Linked DNA regions of Mus musculus: region 2 is linked to region 1. Evidence: chromatin contacts called from public HiChIP or PLAC-seq data. All regions are on one chromosome and are shown on one strand. The core of a region is the stretch at or near the end of the contact, and the rest is flanking DNA. Distances in the headings are between cores, read along the strand shown. Region 1 has its middle 36 kb from the start of Mal2. Region 2 holds the start of Mal2 (mal, T cell differentiation protein 2).

Region 1 (4,189 bases), core at 335-2,834:
AGTAGTATGAGTAAAAGGTAGAAAATAACTTAGGAAAAGAAAAAAACCCCCCAGAAGAGTAACTATCCAGAGGAAGCATGGTTTGCCGCTGGAGATCATCCCTGTTTATTTGGTTTCAGGCCAGCTTTAATGCAGGTGAAAGAATTTACCCTTTAGATCATTGTAGGAAGAAGGGAATTTACCTAGAGCAGTGCCAAGAAAGCAGGCACAAGGTAATAACAAAAAAAAAAAAAATGGGGAGCATATGGCGGTAGTCTGAGAACATGGTGCTTCCGTTAGGATGAACCACTCTTATGTGCAATTTCCCAGAATGCAATTCCTGCTATGTAAATTAGCCTGTTTCTGATTGGTTGGTGTTTGGTCCTGGTTAGGATGAATAAATGTGTATGCAATTAGTTATGCAAATCCAGCCATATAAATGAGGGCAACTCTGTGGCATGGAGTTGTAGCTAATTCTGTTTAGCTACACCATTCTGCTGTTCTGCTTTTTGAGCAGAGCAAAGTTGTTTCTTTTTTCTATTGTTGGGGTGCTTTCTAGACCCCTTTTAACACTGAAAGATCCATTTCCTTTCTTGCCTCTCAGTTTTAAGAGAAGTGACCAGTGAGGTCACACAGTTTACTCAGACTCGCTTCTAAAATTTCACCCACATGTCTTGTTTGGATTTCCCCCTCAGGGCACTGGGTCAGTCAAGAAGGGAGATGTACTGTGGGTGAGAGTAATGACAGAAGGGGTGAGGGGCATCCACATTAACATCAGACCAACCTGTGCTATCACGGAACTCCACATAACTTTATCTAAGTAGAAATAGCATACCTTCTTTGCAAAGAGCTTCAGGCTGGCTCCCTTTTCTCTATGCTTGCCATCACTCATGTGTATACACTTCCCTCATACATCAAGTCCACTTCCCATTGGACTGTATCTTCTACAAGCAACCTACCAACAATGAAGTAAAGTTGAGGGGATGTTAGAAGATTCTTTCAAAATAGTATGTTATTTTATGTCAAAATAGAACTTAAAGGTCTCCAAGGGGAGCTGCTTCTAAAAGTGCATAGATGTGAAACATACCAGCTCCCCAGGCAAATGCCTGCCACTTCTCTCAGTCTGAGTCCATCATAAAACACAGTCCTTCATTTTCATTACTTTCTGACTCCTTGTTCCAGTTACAAGTAAATCTGGAAGATGATGCTGAAAAGGATATGGCAGAACAATTCTGCCCAGAGCGCCTGCTCCAAAGCATGCTAGGTATGAACTGCTACTGATACCATATTCGTTTTGATCTTTACAGAATAAGGTAAGCAAATCTCCCAATGTCTGCACAGAGACATTGAGCCTCTGAGTGCTGCATTTCCACTTTCTCTATGCCAAGCCCTGGGCTGAGCCACAGAAAGCTGTCTTGGGTCACAGTGCCTGGTTTGGGAGGGACCTAAGGACAGAGTCTTTGCACATGCCTTCCCGACTACATCACAAGCAGGCTTTGGTATCTGTTATCAAGGTCTTTTGCTTCCCGGACCAGTGCTCATGCAGCTTGCCCAGTTCCTGGTTCCCCAGCTGTCCCTGCCTTTTCCCTCCCTATGGCACCCTGAGTTGATGGCTGCCTGCCCAGTCAGACTTTGGAGTGAGTCCTCATATTACTTTGCCCTTGGGTGTCTGCAGCCTGCTGATTTCTGAGTGCCCACCTGTGTACACTTCCTCATTGGCTTATAGCCAGCTCAAAACAGCTCACCTGGATTCAATATTTTAGTTCCACTTTGCCCCCCCCCCCCGCATAAAACCTCTGTCTGACAAATACAACCAGGTAGGAAACTTGACTCTTGCCAGTCCAAATCCCTGTACGCCCCCCACTCCACTCAAAGGCTTGTTGATCATTCTCAGACCCTCCAATAAGATAGACCTTTAGAGCATGCTCTGTTTTCTCCTCCTGTGCCACTGAGCAATTTAAAACAAATTGCAAAACAAACCAAAGAGAGCCTCATGATGAAGTATTAATACTTTCTGTTTTTAAAGTTGCAGGGTCCAATTAAGTCTAACAATTTCTTACAAATTGAATACACGTAGTAAAGTCAAGCTCAAGGATAAATTAGGTCAGAAAACACAGGCAGAGAATTACAAGCCTGAGCATTCTGAAAGGCCATTTACCTTGCTCTTCTCTTCAAGTAGGAACATAATTAAAACTGACAGAGAGGAAGGGAGGGAGGGAAAGAGGGAGGGAGGGAGAAACAGAGGCCTAGACAGAGAGATTTTATGATACATGGTATTCTTTTAAAGTTCAGGAGATTATTTAAGCTATTTTCATCTAGGGCTGTTTATCCTGGAGATTATTATATGGAAGATTATTATATCTCAACATCCCTGAAAGGGGGGACTTGAGTAGTTTTTACAATGGGAGAGGGGTCTTCTCTGAAGCAGGTACTTAATTGAGAAATTCCTATGTAGCACAGCCAAGTGTACAGCACAGTTCAAGTTTGGTATTCTTTTAACGTGGATAACTTGTTAACTAGTCATAATGTGTTTCCTGGTCCAAGATAAGATGTGACTAATCAAATCTCAGGTTTCAGGCCACAAACTCATTAGTGCGATGAACAGAGTTTCATTGCCTGTTGGGAGGGAGAGAGGAAAGAGAGAAAGGAGGAGGGGGACAAAAGAGAGCTCACAGGGAAGGACAGGGAAATGAATGGAATCTAGAGAAGTAAGGGGATTGATCTTAAGGCTTCTGGGTGGACGGTGGGTTTATTTGTTTGTTTGTTTGTTTTGTTTTCTGAGCAGGCTTTCTCTATGTAGCTCTTACTGTTCTGGAAATTTCTATGTATACCAGAGTAGACTCAAACCCACCGAGTTTCACCTGCATCTAGAAGGCTGAAATAAAAGGCATGAGCCACTATGCCTGGCTTAACTTTAGTCTTGATAGCATGCCCTTTCAGATAATAGAAAAAGAAGAATTAAAAAACAAATATTCTGTGTTCGAGTTTAGTTTACAATCTAGGAGAAGCTAGATTGTGGGCACAAGTGGAGGACACACCAGTCACAGCTCTCTCTCTCAGCCTGCCTAGAGTCTTAGAAACACTCATCTTGCTACAAGAAGATTCTTCTGCTCTGTCCCTCTGTCTGTGTCTATCTGTCTGTCTGTCTCTCCTCTTTCTGTCTGTCTGTCTGTCTGTCTGTCTGTGTGTCTCTGTGTGTGTGTGTGTGTGTGTGTGTGTGTGTGTGTTATATTACAAGAGAGCAACCTTAATGAGTTTCTCACTAAGAAAAAAAGTAACAGTATTCACAAAACAATAACAACAACAAAAGGATAGTCTTGAAAGCAGAGCATTCTCAGTGGGCTGTGGTGGCTCATGCCTCTGAGCCCAACATTCTGGAGACAGTGCCATGCAGATCTCAGAGTTCGAGGCCAGCCTGGTCTACAGGAGTGAGTTCCAGGACAGCCAGGGCTACACAGAGAAACCCTATCTTGGGGGGTGGGGGGTAGCAGAGCATTCTCTAAGCACGTTTGCAGACAGCACAGCAATGGCTGTGAGCCAAATTGTTATAAAGTCCAGGTGGTTTTGAAACAATAAGTGAGCCTAAGTTTATTGAATAGTATATATGCAGGCACAAGTCTAAATCATTTCATAAATGCATTTAACTCTCACGACAGCTCAGAAGATGGGCATTCTTAACTCTGCTTTGTAGAGAAAACATTAAGGCACTATTAAGGCATGGAAAAATCACCTGGAATATACAATTAGCAAGTAGATAGAAGCAAGTTTTACAGCCAGGCAGTGTGGCTGGGGTGTGAACCTTTATTTCCTTTCTGCAGAAGGATATCAATAAGGAAATGGGTTGTTCAGGGCCCAGAAGCAATGTAAGAACATCAGACTACTCTGGAGGGGTGCAGCCAGTCATCATCGTGTCCAGCATTTCTTGACTCTGAAGAATATCAGCCTATTGTTTCAGGATTTTAGATTTTTGCTCTCACCTTCTTAAATCATTTCATTTTATGTGTATGGGAGTTTTGTCTGTATGCCTATATACCATAGGCATGTCAGAAAGACCACGATGCTCAGAAAGACCAGAAGAGGGAATTGGAACCTATGGAATTGAAGTTGTAGACTGTTATGAAACAGCATGTGGGAGCTGGGAATGGAACCCGGGTCCTCTGGAAGAGCAAGTGCTCTTAACCACTAAGGCGTCTTTTCAGCCTCCCCTTAC
Region 2 (3,995 bases), core at 1,050-3,549, 37 kb after region 1:
TAGAGCTGGGCACATAGCTACCCTCTAAGTTAGGTTCCACCTGGGCAGCTCTTACATTCAATGGGCCAGCCCTCACGGCCATGTGTTCATGACTCACCTATCCCATGGAGTCTTTCTCACTCTCCACCTTCTCTCTCCCTGTGGTCTCTCCTCAGACCCCAAGCCCAGGGAACTGGAACTCCACCTAACTTCTGCCTAGCTATAGGCTGTTGGCATCTTTATTCAACCAATGGTGTTAATTTAAGTGACAGGTTCACATGACAGTACTTTGTGTATGTGGAAATTCTCTTGTCTCTGGGGGCAACCAGGCTGTGGGGACCAGAGTTACAATACATAGCAAAAGACCAAACCTCAGCAAAGTAAGGCATGCTAGAGGTCATAGAAATGGATAAGAGGATGACACTATTAAGAACTCAGAGCTGATTTTGTGGAGAAAGAAATAATCATGGAAGGAACGGATGCTAGAGTTGCCATCATGGAGATGAAATTGGGATCATCAAGAAAAACAATACTGATATAGATAGTGATCATGGAAAGGGAGTCCATTCCAGAAAGAGCATTAGTTATGGAGCAGATTTGCTATTCTGTAGGAGAGAGGTACATAACAGTCTCTCATTCTCCTGACTTTGGGAAACCAAAGTAGGTAGGGGTGGGTACAAAAGCAGTTATGGCAAAGTAGGTGCTGGAAAGGGTGTAGTCACTGTGTTCTTTTTGGTGACACCTTTAAAATATACACAGGTGAAGTTTTAGGTCGTTAATGGATCCACAAATTCCAAGGTCATTCCAAGTTCACTCACCACAACACTTTGGTACCTTGTATGTAGTTACTGGGCATTTCCATAACAAATTCTCGGGAGTGGCCTCACCTTTGAAGATCCTTTAAGGGCTGCCTAGGCAGAAAATAAAATATAAAGATCTCTTGCCAATCAGGATCTGGACACAGAAAAGTTCATCGATTGAACAAAGCAATACAGAGAAGTTGAGGTTTCCTACTAGATAGCCAGCACACACGAACTGCCAGAAACTGGTGACTAACAGGTGGTGGTGTCAGGAAGCCCAAACAAGGTTTCATCCACACCCTCCTTTGTGGCTTTTACTGTAGTGCCACCACCACACCTAAGAGTTTCGATTATTAAAATAATGAAGACATAGGGTAAAACCTGCTGACAACCCATGCAGGGAACAACTCACAGTTCAAGAGCTAAACTTAATAGATCAGAACAAGACTCAATTTGTAGAATGTCCGATACTCGAATAGGTTTGTGTGTCCGTGTACATGTGTGCACGCATGCATATGTGTATAGTAGACACACATTTACATATCCACATACTTGATTGCTGTTCTTGTTGCTTGACAGGTTCTTTCTAGGTATCCCAAGCTATTCTATTACCAGCTTTGCAGTCTATGCTGACTTCAAACTCAGGGCAATCCACACTCTGTGAAGTACTATGATTCCGGGCGTGTATCCCCATGCCTGGGTCAGGTTTTACCAACGTGGTCTACATATGTGCTGATCTGTGGAACTTATCTTTAGATGATCTCTGAGAAATGTCCCTTTGTTCATTCCACTTTCAGAACATTGACAGCAAAACCAATAAAATGGGAATGCAAGGGGGGGAAACTGGGGCTTGGGATTCATATGTAGTAGTGTCCTGTTCTGTTTTAATAATTGTTAAGTCTTTAAAAGCAGTAGCAAAGAATACCTTTCTGAAAATGGAATAAAAAGTGTCTGTGTGGAAACGTAATGAAGCTAACATTTTGTGTATGATTATTGACGTCAAAACTGGAAAAAATAGCTACCATCCTATAAGCTACATCGCTTCCTGTACACCTAACTCTTCTGCCCATCATTGGTGGACATCCTCGTACGGATTTCTGAGACCAGAACAGAAATGACTCAAGGCCTTCCTCCAGGGTCCCACTGCCAACGACTCCAATGTGCTACATGACCCTGAAAATCCCCCTAGAATCGCCTTTAAAACAGGCATCCCATTTTCCAGGTGTGCCTGGCAACTTGGTGTTTTCCTTCTGAGTCACAGCCTCTGTCTTCCTACCCAACTGGGGAAAGTGGGTGAGGACCAGCGGGGAGACTTGAGTGGGATGGGCAGGTGGGAACCAGCAGACAGTTAGTGCAGGAGCAGCAAGTGATCTGAAGATCCAGGAGGGCTGCAGAGCTGGCGCTGAGGCTGGGGCGCACCACACCTGTGCTGGTGACCCTGACTGTCGCTAGGGCGGAGGCGCGCTCACCTGTGCCCACGTGACGGGGCGGGCCTCTGTCGGCAGAGGGCCCGTGGCCACACCCTTTCCGCGAGCAGCACGCCTGAACCCCACGGATCGGATCGGCGGCGGCGGCGGCGGCGGCGGCCAAGCCCGGGAGGCGGCGGCGGGACGCGGGAGGCGGTGGCGGCGGTGGCGGTGCGCGGAGACGTAGCAGCGGCAGCATGTCGGCCGGCGGAGCAGTCCCGCCGCCCCCGAACCCTGCCGTGTCCTTCCCGGCGCCCCGGGTCACCCTGCCCGCTGGCCCCGACATCCTAAGGACGTACTCCGGAGCTTTCGTCTGTCTGGAGATTGTAAGTGGGGCAGCTTAGGTGAAGATCGAGTCCCGGGAGCATGGACAGGCAGCATCCTTGCCCCCAGCCCGGGGTTGGTCCCTCTGAATACCCCTCCCTCAGCCTTCATCCTCTAGAAGTGGCCTTTTACTGGAGTCAGTCTCGGGGTCCTCTCCACTTAGGACCCGGGCCTCTTGCCTGGCACCTGTTACGCGGACACCTGCTCGCCGGCCTGGAATGGAAATGTGCCCTAGAGACCGATCAGGCTAGGGGCCCATGATTAGGGACTTGGGCAGGAGCCCTCTCCTGTTGGATCTCGGGGACTCTGGGCTTTGGATAGGAGCTGCGTTTGACTAGAGGAGGAACCAGCGTTCTCGGCCTTTCCCGTTGCCAACCTGCCATTTTGTTGGGTGGTGCAAAGGTGAACTGATGACTGGGTGGCCAGGAAGCTGTTAGGATGTGGAAAGCCTGGACGGGAGGCGCCAGGGAAAGGAAGAGGAGGCTGAAGCCTGGGTATGGTTTTCACCAGACTCACCCTTGCCATAGCCAGTGCCCTTTGGATTGAGAAAGAACAGGGCAGGGAGAAAGGTGAGGTTGTAGGTGCAGCAGGCAGTGTGTAATCAAGTGGGTGTGAAAATGGAGGGGCAAAGTGGAAGTGGGGCAGTCAGCCTCAGCTCTTGCCTTTGCACCTCCTGTCCTTTTCTAAGTTTACCTGAGAATTCCAAACCACCTCAGAACACTTTGCTCCGCCCAAAGTCAAGTTGATGCCACAAGCCTGCCCTGCCACCTTGTTGAACTAGACACTTGAACTTAGCGAAAGGAATGCTGTGGAGTTGGGAGTTTTTGAAGCTCCTTGTGGACAAGGGGGAAATGTGCAAATAGAAATTGGGCAACTGGGGTTGCGTCATGCTGGGAGAATGTCAAATAGAAAGACATGTCAGCAAAGCGGTGTCATTCCTGTCGGCTGGTTCTGTTTGCTCTGTTTAGGGTTTTCATGTCAACCCTCATCCACTCCTGCGAGTTTGCATAACCTGGATCTAGGTCACTCGGGGTTCCCTTTTGTGCTGCTGAGCTGAAAACCTTGTGGGCATTGGTTTTCTGCCCCATTATGCTTAGGTAGCCAAGCCACCTTGGGTTTAGCTCAGATTTGAATCTGAAAGAAGAGACCCAAGTGAATGAGTCACAGGCAGTGGCACCTGAGATCAGATAGTGAGTGTGACACTAGAAGACCCTGGCATGGGTTCGGATTTGAGCCCAATTCAGCATCGTAGGAATGACTAAGGTGGGTGGCAGGCATCCATGTGAGAGGAACAGGGAGGAGATGGCGTTGGACCAGACTCCTGACTGTGGAGGGGACACAGCTTTTAAAACAGGAAGCGTTGCAGAGAAAGAGTTCCCAGATTCTGGGCTCCTTTCCTGCCGTGTTCCTCAAGTTCCACGTGCTT

The links. HiChIP or PLAC-seq counts read pairs in DNA pulled down with a chosen protein or histone mark.
Region 2: an HNF4G HiChIP or PLAC-seq map of pancreatic cancer cells shows a contact between it and region 1. The contact joins the promoter of Mal2 here to the enhancer-like site in region 1. A contact is called at or near these places in 2 of 484 Hi-C or Micro-C datasets (nephron progenitors and uterus), 2 of 115 datasets of contacts at active chromatin or transcription factors (intestinal villus epithelium and pancreatic cancer cells) and 1 of 9 other capture datasets (pancreatic islet).

The regions. Positions count from the first base shown.
Region 1 is chr15:54,532,802-54,536,990 of GRCm38.p6, forward strand. No RefSeq gene overlaps it. Among named protein-coding and RNA genes, the nearest start is that of Mal2, 36 kb to the right of the region's middle. Within about 2 kb of position 1,585, at least 35 of the 459 cell types and tissues checked have an H3K27ac peak or open chromatin away from gene starts, as enhancers often do. A contact at or near this core is called in pancreatic cancer cells, where this site is marked.
Region 2 is chr15:54,569,067-54,573,061 of GRCm38.p6, forward strand. It overlaps Mal2 (mal, T cell differentiation protein 2), which reads left to right and starts at 2,300. Exons shown (of 4, transcript NM_178920.4): 1 at 2,300-2,571. The coding sequence starts at 2,443.